Regions from separate parts of the Gossypium hirsutum genome. Here region 1 is linked to region 2. Evidence: chromatin contacts called from public Hi-C data. All regions are on one chromosome and are shown on one strand. The core of a region is the stretch at or near the end of the contact, and the rest is flanking DNA. Distances in the headings are between cores, read along the strand shown. Region 1 holds the start of LOC107931249. Region 2 holds the start of LOC107948946 (protein SCO1 homolog 1, mitochondrial).

Evidence for each region. Hi-C and Micro-C count contacts between places; a contact is called where the count stands out from the background.
Region 1: a Hi-C map of leaf shows a contact between it and region 2, with 3 times the contacts expected there. The contact joins the promoter of LOC107931249 here to the promoter of LOC107948946 in region 2. A contact is called at or near these places in 9 of 34 Hi-C or Micro-C datasets (callus, hypocotyl, leaf and 1 more).

The regions. Positions count from the first base shown.
Region 1 is chrA04:77,908,393-77,912,062 of Gossypium_hirsutum_v2.1, reverse strand. LOC107931249 reads right to left here and starts at 2,141. Exons shown (of 5, transcript XM_016863093.2): 1 at 683-2,141; 2 at 195-241; 3 at 45-108. The coding sequence starts at 881. It overlaps LOC107931248 (chlorophyll synthase, chloroplastic), which reads right to left. Exons shown (of 15, transcript XM_016863082.2): 10 at 3,395-3,470; 11 at 3,243-3,305; 12 at 3,032-3,113; 13 at 2,861-2,937; 14 at 2,717-2,764; 15 at 2,168-2,420. The coding sequence ends at 2,358.
Region 2 is chrA04:77,595,480-77,599,359 of Gossypium_hirsutum_v2.1, reverse strand. LOC107948946 (protein SCO1 homolog 1, mitochondrial) reads right to left here and starts at 1,576. Exons shown (of 7, transcript XM_016883621.2): 1 at 1,250-1,576; 2 at 969-1,157; 3 at 763-853; 4 at 163-375. The coding sequence starts at 1,402. LOC121203000 reads right to left here. Exons shown (of 6, transcript XM_041111412.1): 3 at 3,357-3,418; 4 at 3,168-3,226; 5 at 3,027-3,080; 6 at 2,402-2,637. The coding sequence ends at 3,069.

The DNA of each region.
Region 1 (3,670 bases), core at 892-3,391, 310 kb before region 2:
TAGCCTATATCTATATAAAAAGAACAAATCAGTTAATACCTTACCACCGTGTTGTTTTAGCTCAGACATATCATCAAAATATCCTTTATTCAATTCATCAGCACTGCCCTAAATCAAATTAAAACAATTATTTATATTAAATTTCATGGAAAAAAGAGAACGTAACAAAATTTCAATAAACAAACAAAGCTTACACTTACAGTCTTGCTCGTTCTTTCTCCATTTTTTCCTTGCTTGCAAGCTGCACACACAAGACAAAAAGTTAAAAAGAACTATAACTTAAAAAATCAAATATTTTAGAGTTAAAAAGGGGGAAATGGAGGAATTGCCGTGTAAATATCGAAGAATCGAATGGATGATTTTGAAGCAAAATGTTGAGGAGGTGAAGGGGAAATCTTTGGGTCATGTCTTAGGAGGTATTGACTAAATGAAATCGAAGCTTGTGCCCTGTTTATCACTCGGTTTACCCTCAACATTTTCGGTTTTCGATTTAGATTTCAATTCCCCCTCTAAGAACCCTCTTGCTCTTTCCAGCAATAGATGGAATTTTACAGATCAAGAAAAAGAAACGGAAGAGAGGAAAAGAAAACTCTATTGAGAGAAAAAAAAGAAAGCAGAAAAAAGATGGCTGAAAATTTGGAAGAGAGGAATATGGAAGGAACAGAGGGAGAAAATGTTTTACCTGGCCCTGCGATGAAGGATTGTCCGTCTGCTTTTTTCAAGTGAGAAAGTGGGAGAAGGGGAGAGGGCAAAGTGGGGAGCGTCTTTGTATTGAGCGTTTCCTTAAACACCGAATCAGTAATCGGTGCTGACGAAACGGAATAGAAATAAGACAATTTCTTTGCATAGGCGCGTAATGGAATAAGCCCGTAATAGGGCATTCCATTGAACCAAACAAGTGTTTAGTGTGGGCCCACGGAATAGGATTATAATGGCATAGCCATTACACTAAACCAAACATGCTGTAGGTTTTCATTTGTTAGACCAAGTATGCAAAGGAGATTTTCAAGAAGTCCAAGATGGAAGATTGTAGAGAGATGAGTACTCCAAGAACAAAAAAACGGAACTAAGAAAAGATGATGAAGCTGAAAAAGTGGAAGAAACATACTTCAGAAGTTTCATTCGGTTTTTAGTGTATTACAGACTTGATATATTGTATGTTGTAAGTGTTTTTGTCTTCATGCATTGTGCTAGTGAGGTGCACCAATGTGCTGTACATCAAACGAGCCATCAACTATGGAGCTAAGTATCAGAAGAGTCAAAGTATGAAGCTAGTTGGGTATTCTCATAGTGATCGGGGTCAGGGTACTGTTTTAGTCTCGGCTCTAGAATTTTCTCATGGTGTTCAAAAAAAGCAGAATATTGTGCCTCAATCTACTACAGAAGCAAAGTTCGTGGCGGCAACAGCAATGGTAAATCAAACATTGCGGCTGAGGAAAAATTTGGGTGATTTACATCTGGAGCAGACCAAAGGTACTAAAGTGTTCGTGGACAACAAGCTGCAATAGCAATCTCTCACAATCCTGTCTTTCAGGGGAATTTCAGGGGAAAACTAAGCACGTCAACACTAAGCTTTTCTTCCTGAGAGAGGAGCAAAAAGATGAACATATAACTCTATTTATTGCAAGAAGGAACAACTGGCTGATATTTTTACCAAACCTTTACTAGTTAGCAAATTTGAGCTTCTCAGACAAAAAATTTGAGCTTGCAGCTCATAAAGTGAGGAGTGTTGGAAAAATGTTTATTTTAAATTGCATGTTTTTTTTTTTAATTGAATAAATTCTTAGCCAATTATTGTTAGTTGTTCTTATTCTTTAGGAATTAGTTGGTTTATTGCTGATTTCCAGTGAATCAGATTTGGTAGCCAAGATTACATTTTTTATTGATTTTTCAGTCATTCCAAGTACTATAAATATAGAGCTTGTGAAAGCAATAAACTGCAGATTTCTTCTATTGATATTTTCCTCTACTCTTCCATTGTTTTTTCATTGTTTCTTTCTTCTAAAAACTATCAGAATAGAAAGTTCCATTGCATTAGTGGCAACTATAGCATAGCTTTTTGCAAACACTTTTCTAGAAACTTACCTAGACAAAAAATTGATTGGCAAAAAAAGTACGTTTGGAATAAGAGAAAATTGGCAGTTGTGAGGAAAAAAAAAAAGAAGCATTAAGAATTGGACAATTCTATATTATCACTTGGAAAACCAAGAAGGAACAGTCACTGGATTTGTGGAAGCTCACAATTTAAATACTACATTTTGAGTCAAAAAAGCTAGCTGCTGCTTCATTCGATCACAATTTACTCTGCTCATCAACTTCCTTTCATCTCTTACTTGTCCTCCACCAGTTATATTTCATCAATGGCTCGTTGCTAAAGCAGTCACCAGTAAACCAAGAACCAGAAATGGTTGTGCACTTGCCTGAAACACAACAACAAACTTAGATGATAAATATGAAACAAGAGATGAGATAATTAAATTGCAACTCCTTTATCATGTTAACTCATTTAAGGTAACGTATTCTTGATACTGACACTATAAGATGGTAGAATTATTGAGACATAAAGATTAGTGTGTGTGAGAGACGGTAAGAATGACAAATACTGATGAGAGGAAGTTGGTTTGTGTTTCTCCTTACCTACAGTCGTAACTATGGTAGAAATCCTTATTCCTTAATCTGTTCTAGTCAGTGAGCAACGTAGTTGAGTAAAATTTACCTGATACTTTACATCATACTTGACAGGATCCTTTAGAAAGTACTGGAACTGCAGTGGATAGATATTGGGTATTTATGAGCATTAATCTCTATGAAGGTAAGAAAGGGACTGTAGTTTCTACAATGTACCGAGAAATAGTTCTACCTGAAATACAACTTGTGGAAATATTAAAGCAACTAGGGCGAGTGCATAATACGGCTTACCAGCCCCTAGAAGATAACCTGCAATCACCACATGTGTAGTGAGCTGTTAATAAAGAAAGATGCATTGAATTTCAAAGTCTTTCAGTTACTCATATAAATTCCAGGTACATACCAGCTATAGATAATTGAGTTATGTCAATAGCACCAACACAAATCCATTTAGCTGTTTCAGCACCAAAGGCTACAGGAAGTGACTGCTCAACCATAACAAGCATACAAATATTAACTCCGTTCTTCAAAGTATCAAAGAAAGCAAGGGGTCTGCAGAACTCATCAGTGTCCCAAATATTTACTTAATAATAATAATGATAATAAAAGAATACCTGCAATCCTAGAGCTTTGTCTCCTTCTATACTTTTAAAGTCATTAACAATGGCGATACCCAACTGCAAAGTGATACAGCAAAAACAGATTGTCATAGGTCAAATCCCAGACCTCAAACAACAACAAGAACGAGACAATATAAAAAATTTACCCCAGCTATGCTGTACAAGAGTGTGAGAACAACTATGTCTGGCGTAAGTGTCCCAAACAATGCTTGACCAGCCCACCTATTAGCAAAGATTAAAGCTTATCAGACAGCAAAGTGACAGTCCAGAACATATATCAAATACTTCAGGACATTTTTAAGCCTTATATTAGTAAACATTTGATATATTCTACATAGGAATCATGATAGATGAATAAACGGTAGCCTAATTTGTGATAGGGTGCTCTGTGCGTGTAGGAATTAGCAAAGAATTCAAATCAT
Region 2 (3,880 bases), core at 327-2,826:
CACTTGAGTTGTTTCTAGCCTGACAAATTCTTGTCTCATATTCTAGTTTCATTATAAATAAAGAATCACATTAGTTTCTTTGATGATATGCAAGTTTTTAAATAACTAAACATACAATTCATAATTTTATTTTCTGGCCAAGTGAAACTATCAGCAACTTACTTATTTTGTCAATAGCAGCAGCTAGCTTTAGCAGCTCATCTGGGCAGATATCTGGACAGTGAGTGAAGCCAAAATAAACCAAAGTCCACTTCCCCTTAAAGTCTTTCTCAGTAACACGTTTACCGTCATGATTTACAAGACTAAATGGACCCCCGATGGCTGCTTTTCCAGCTGATGGTCCTTCTTTCACAGCCTTTGAAGCATTACTAATTTCTGCAGTAGTAAAACTTCAAGTCTTCAACCAATACGAGCAGAAAAAGAAAAAGTGATATGATACTAGTAATTAGTAATTGAAAATTGGAGACATTTCATTCATCGCCTAGCTGAACCATAAGAACTCTTTTCTGCCAAAGTTCAATTCATTTTGACAACACTGCTACTCTTAAATAAAGCCTAAAAAACACATTGTGATGCCCAAACTTGCAAGTTACAACTTTTAAAAGACTATCTTGCATATTGTAGAACCATGGAACTATGACATTAACGATGCCCGAAGTCGCAAGTTATAACTTTTAAAGACTCAACTGTTTATTGTGATGCTCTCTTTCCCAGCAATGCAAAACCTTTTAACATAACTTACAACTCACCATAGAAGTGTACCTTCAATATGTCTTTTCTTTAGATTGTCGTAGTAAAAAATAATACCGATTCCAGTGGCAAGCAGCAAAAGAAAACTCAACCATGAAACAGGCTGCAAATTCCAATCCAATCAAAACAAGATTCGAAACTTTTTAATCCAAAAAAAGGGGAAGTTTCAGAAAGAGAACAAATTAAGAAGCCAAAAAGGGGAATAAAAATTGAAGTACCCCGCCGCGAACAGGCTTGCCTTCACTACCACTGCTCTGCTGCGAACCTCCAGTGTTTTGGGTCTCTTCAGAATTGGTTTTCGATGACGAAGACGATTTCTCTTGATTTTCGGTAGGAGTTGCGGTGGAATTAGATAAAAACCTTCCATAAATTCCCAAGGATTTGAATTCAGCTCCAACAGGAATAACCTGTGAACCACCAAAAAAGAAAGATGAGAGATTGAAAGGATATTCTGGGTAACTTTCAAAAGGAGAAGAAAGAAATGAGGAGGGAAACGAACCGGAGGGAAGGAAGGGAGAGATGGAGCGCAAAGAGAGTGGGGGGTTATGGTTGAAGATGGAATGGAGGATCTGAATTGGCTCAGACTGCGGGCATAAAGACACCGATTAAAGCTTCGTAAACGAGATGCGTTTCTCCAAATAGCAGTAGCCATGGGATCTTTCCAGTCTTCAACTTTTGCGTTTCGATAAACCCTACTGTACTACGAAAGGAACAGGGGTTTTGCAAATAAAGGGAATTAGACATCATTTTAATTAGATCTCAACTCCACATTTCCTGCTGTATTGGGCTACTTTGGGAAGATTTGGAGTAGAATCCAAGCCCCACAGCCTATGTCCATGTGTTTTTTTATGATTTTTTTTCAGAGCTTTAAAAATAATAATGGTTAATCAAATACTACCACAGACCTTGATTTATATTTTTATAAATTGATAGTTCTTATTAGAAGGGTAAATTATATTACTAACTATTTAATTATTTTTAGTTAATTAATTATAAAAAATTACAAAATAAGTATTAGGTTATTTAATTTTATCTTTTTTTTATTAGCTGGTCAACGGTGGCCACTTTAAAAATTAACATAATAATAATTTTAACTATCAATATTTATAAATTATGTAATTTTAATTTTAATTCTTAACTTTGAATGTTATTTTTAAAAAGAAGAAAAGATGAAAATTATTATCATGAATTTTTGAATGTTTTTCATTTTATTTTTTATATTTTCAACACTAATAAATTTTTTTAAAACTTTTTAAGTAAAAAAATCTTAAAGAATAATAAGATTATTAAAAAAATTTAAATTACACAATATGTAAATATTATTTCAAAATCAAGATTAAATTTACACAACATAAAAATTTTAAAGTATAAAGTTATTTTATGAAAATTTCAAAATCTATAATTATTAATAAAAAAAGATAAAATTTAATAATTGAATGATAATTTCGTACATTTTTATAATTAATTGACAAAAAAATACCAGTAGTTGAGAGATATAATTGTGTGGATTGATGAGGCCAATCCAATCAATAGAACGTGAAATCTACTGACATGAAATCAATTTTTTTTAATATTTTTATTTTTATCTTTTTTAATAAAACCAAAAAAACCAACTCAACCAATCAATCCAACCGAATTCTGCAAACATTAATTCAATCCAAACACGAAAATTTTAATTAAAGACCCAGCTACAACCACGCCTCCGAACCCAATTTGCATCATCCCATACAATTGAATCAAGTCGAAACCCGAAACACAATAAAATTGAATTATTTTGTCTGAAAATCTCTTGGAAGTCAATGGTGGTTACCAAAAATGTTTATAGGGAGAGATGATCATTGATGCTCACATCTTTTGCCTATGATGAACAAACATCTTCAACCAGCACTGCAAGAGAGAGTTCATTTGACTTTGAACTTACCTTAAATCACAAGCCACACATTTTAACCTCTTATTTCATCAATTTAACATCTGGAAAAGTATATAAACATCAAGACCGAATGAAACGAGCAAATGCCACTATCCAAAATCACAACGAGTTCCATGTAACATAATACTACCACCAGCTTGTCAATATCACTCATTATAAATGGGATATATATATGTATCATTGCATATTCAAAAAGAAAACTTCTCCTACATTATCCAATTGGAAGAGAATAAACCACCTTTGAAATACATGCAGCAGTACCATAACCAGTGGATTAGAGGTGCCAAATTACGCCCCTCTATTTCAGAAAATGGATTCATATAGCAGTACATAAGCTAGAGATTACCAAAACTACGAGAGGGTCAGAGCAGTTGTACGAATACGATCATTAGTTTTTAGACTGCAAGGAAAACAATATGTGGTTAGAAACAATAAAATATCCACCAAAGGTAAAGTTTTAATATCAAGTTAAATAATTACAGCCAACCTCCATGTTTTTCGAGATTTCTTTCATTTGTTCAGCGAGTTCTTGCCTCTTCTTCTCAGCTGCATGCACCAAAGCCGGCAATTAACATCAGCAAGGTCTTTCGTTGGCTTTTTGTAGGATAATAGCAGGTTAAATTCACACACAGAATTTAGAAAAAGATCATAGTAACAGGACGAGACATGCACATACCCATACTGGAGATATCTTCTATCCTCTTTGATGTCCTCACAGCAAATCTTTGGAATGCAGGGCTGAAAAATAAAAAACATAAAAAACCAAAGAAGATAAAAAAGAAACAAAGGTTGGTCCTCGAAGGAATCATAGAGCAATGATTAATGTAAGCAAACAAACAATCAATGAAACTAAAAGGAAAAAGAACTCAGATTGCCTAAAACTATGAGAAAACTTTCCACCGGCTATTAAAGATCAAACTTCAATGTTCAATTATTTATTTTGTTCATATGAAAATTTTCTCAATCCCCCCCCCAACAAAAAAATCCAGTTCCAGATATTTTACACTGGAGATAGCATATGCCTAACATTAACAACTCTATCGAAGCAAACCAAATTTCGGAATCCTTTTCCTAGATGATTCACAAACTTTAAAAACAAAATTTGGTCTCAAGCATTTGAAAAGATATATTAAACAAAAAGTCAATATCATTTCAAATAAATTTGTACCAAAAAGGGAAAGGGGGCTGATTTTGAGGTAA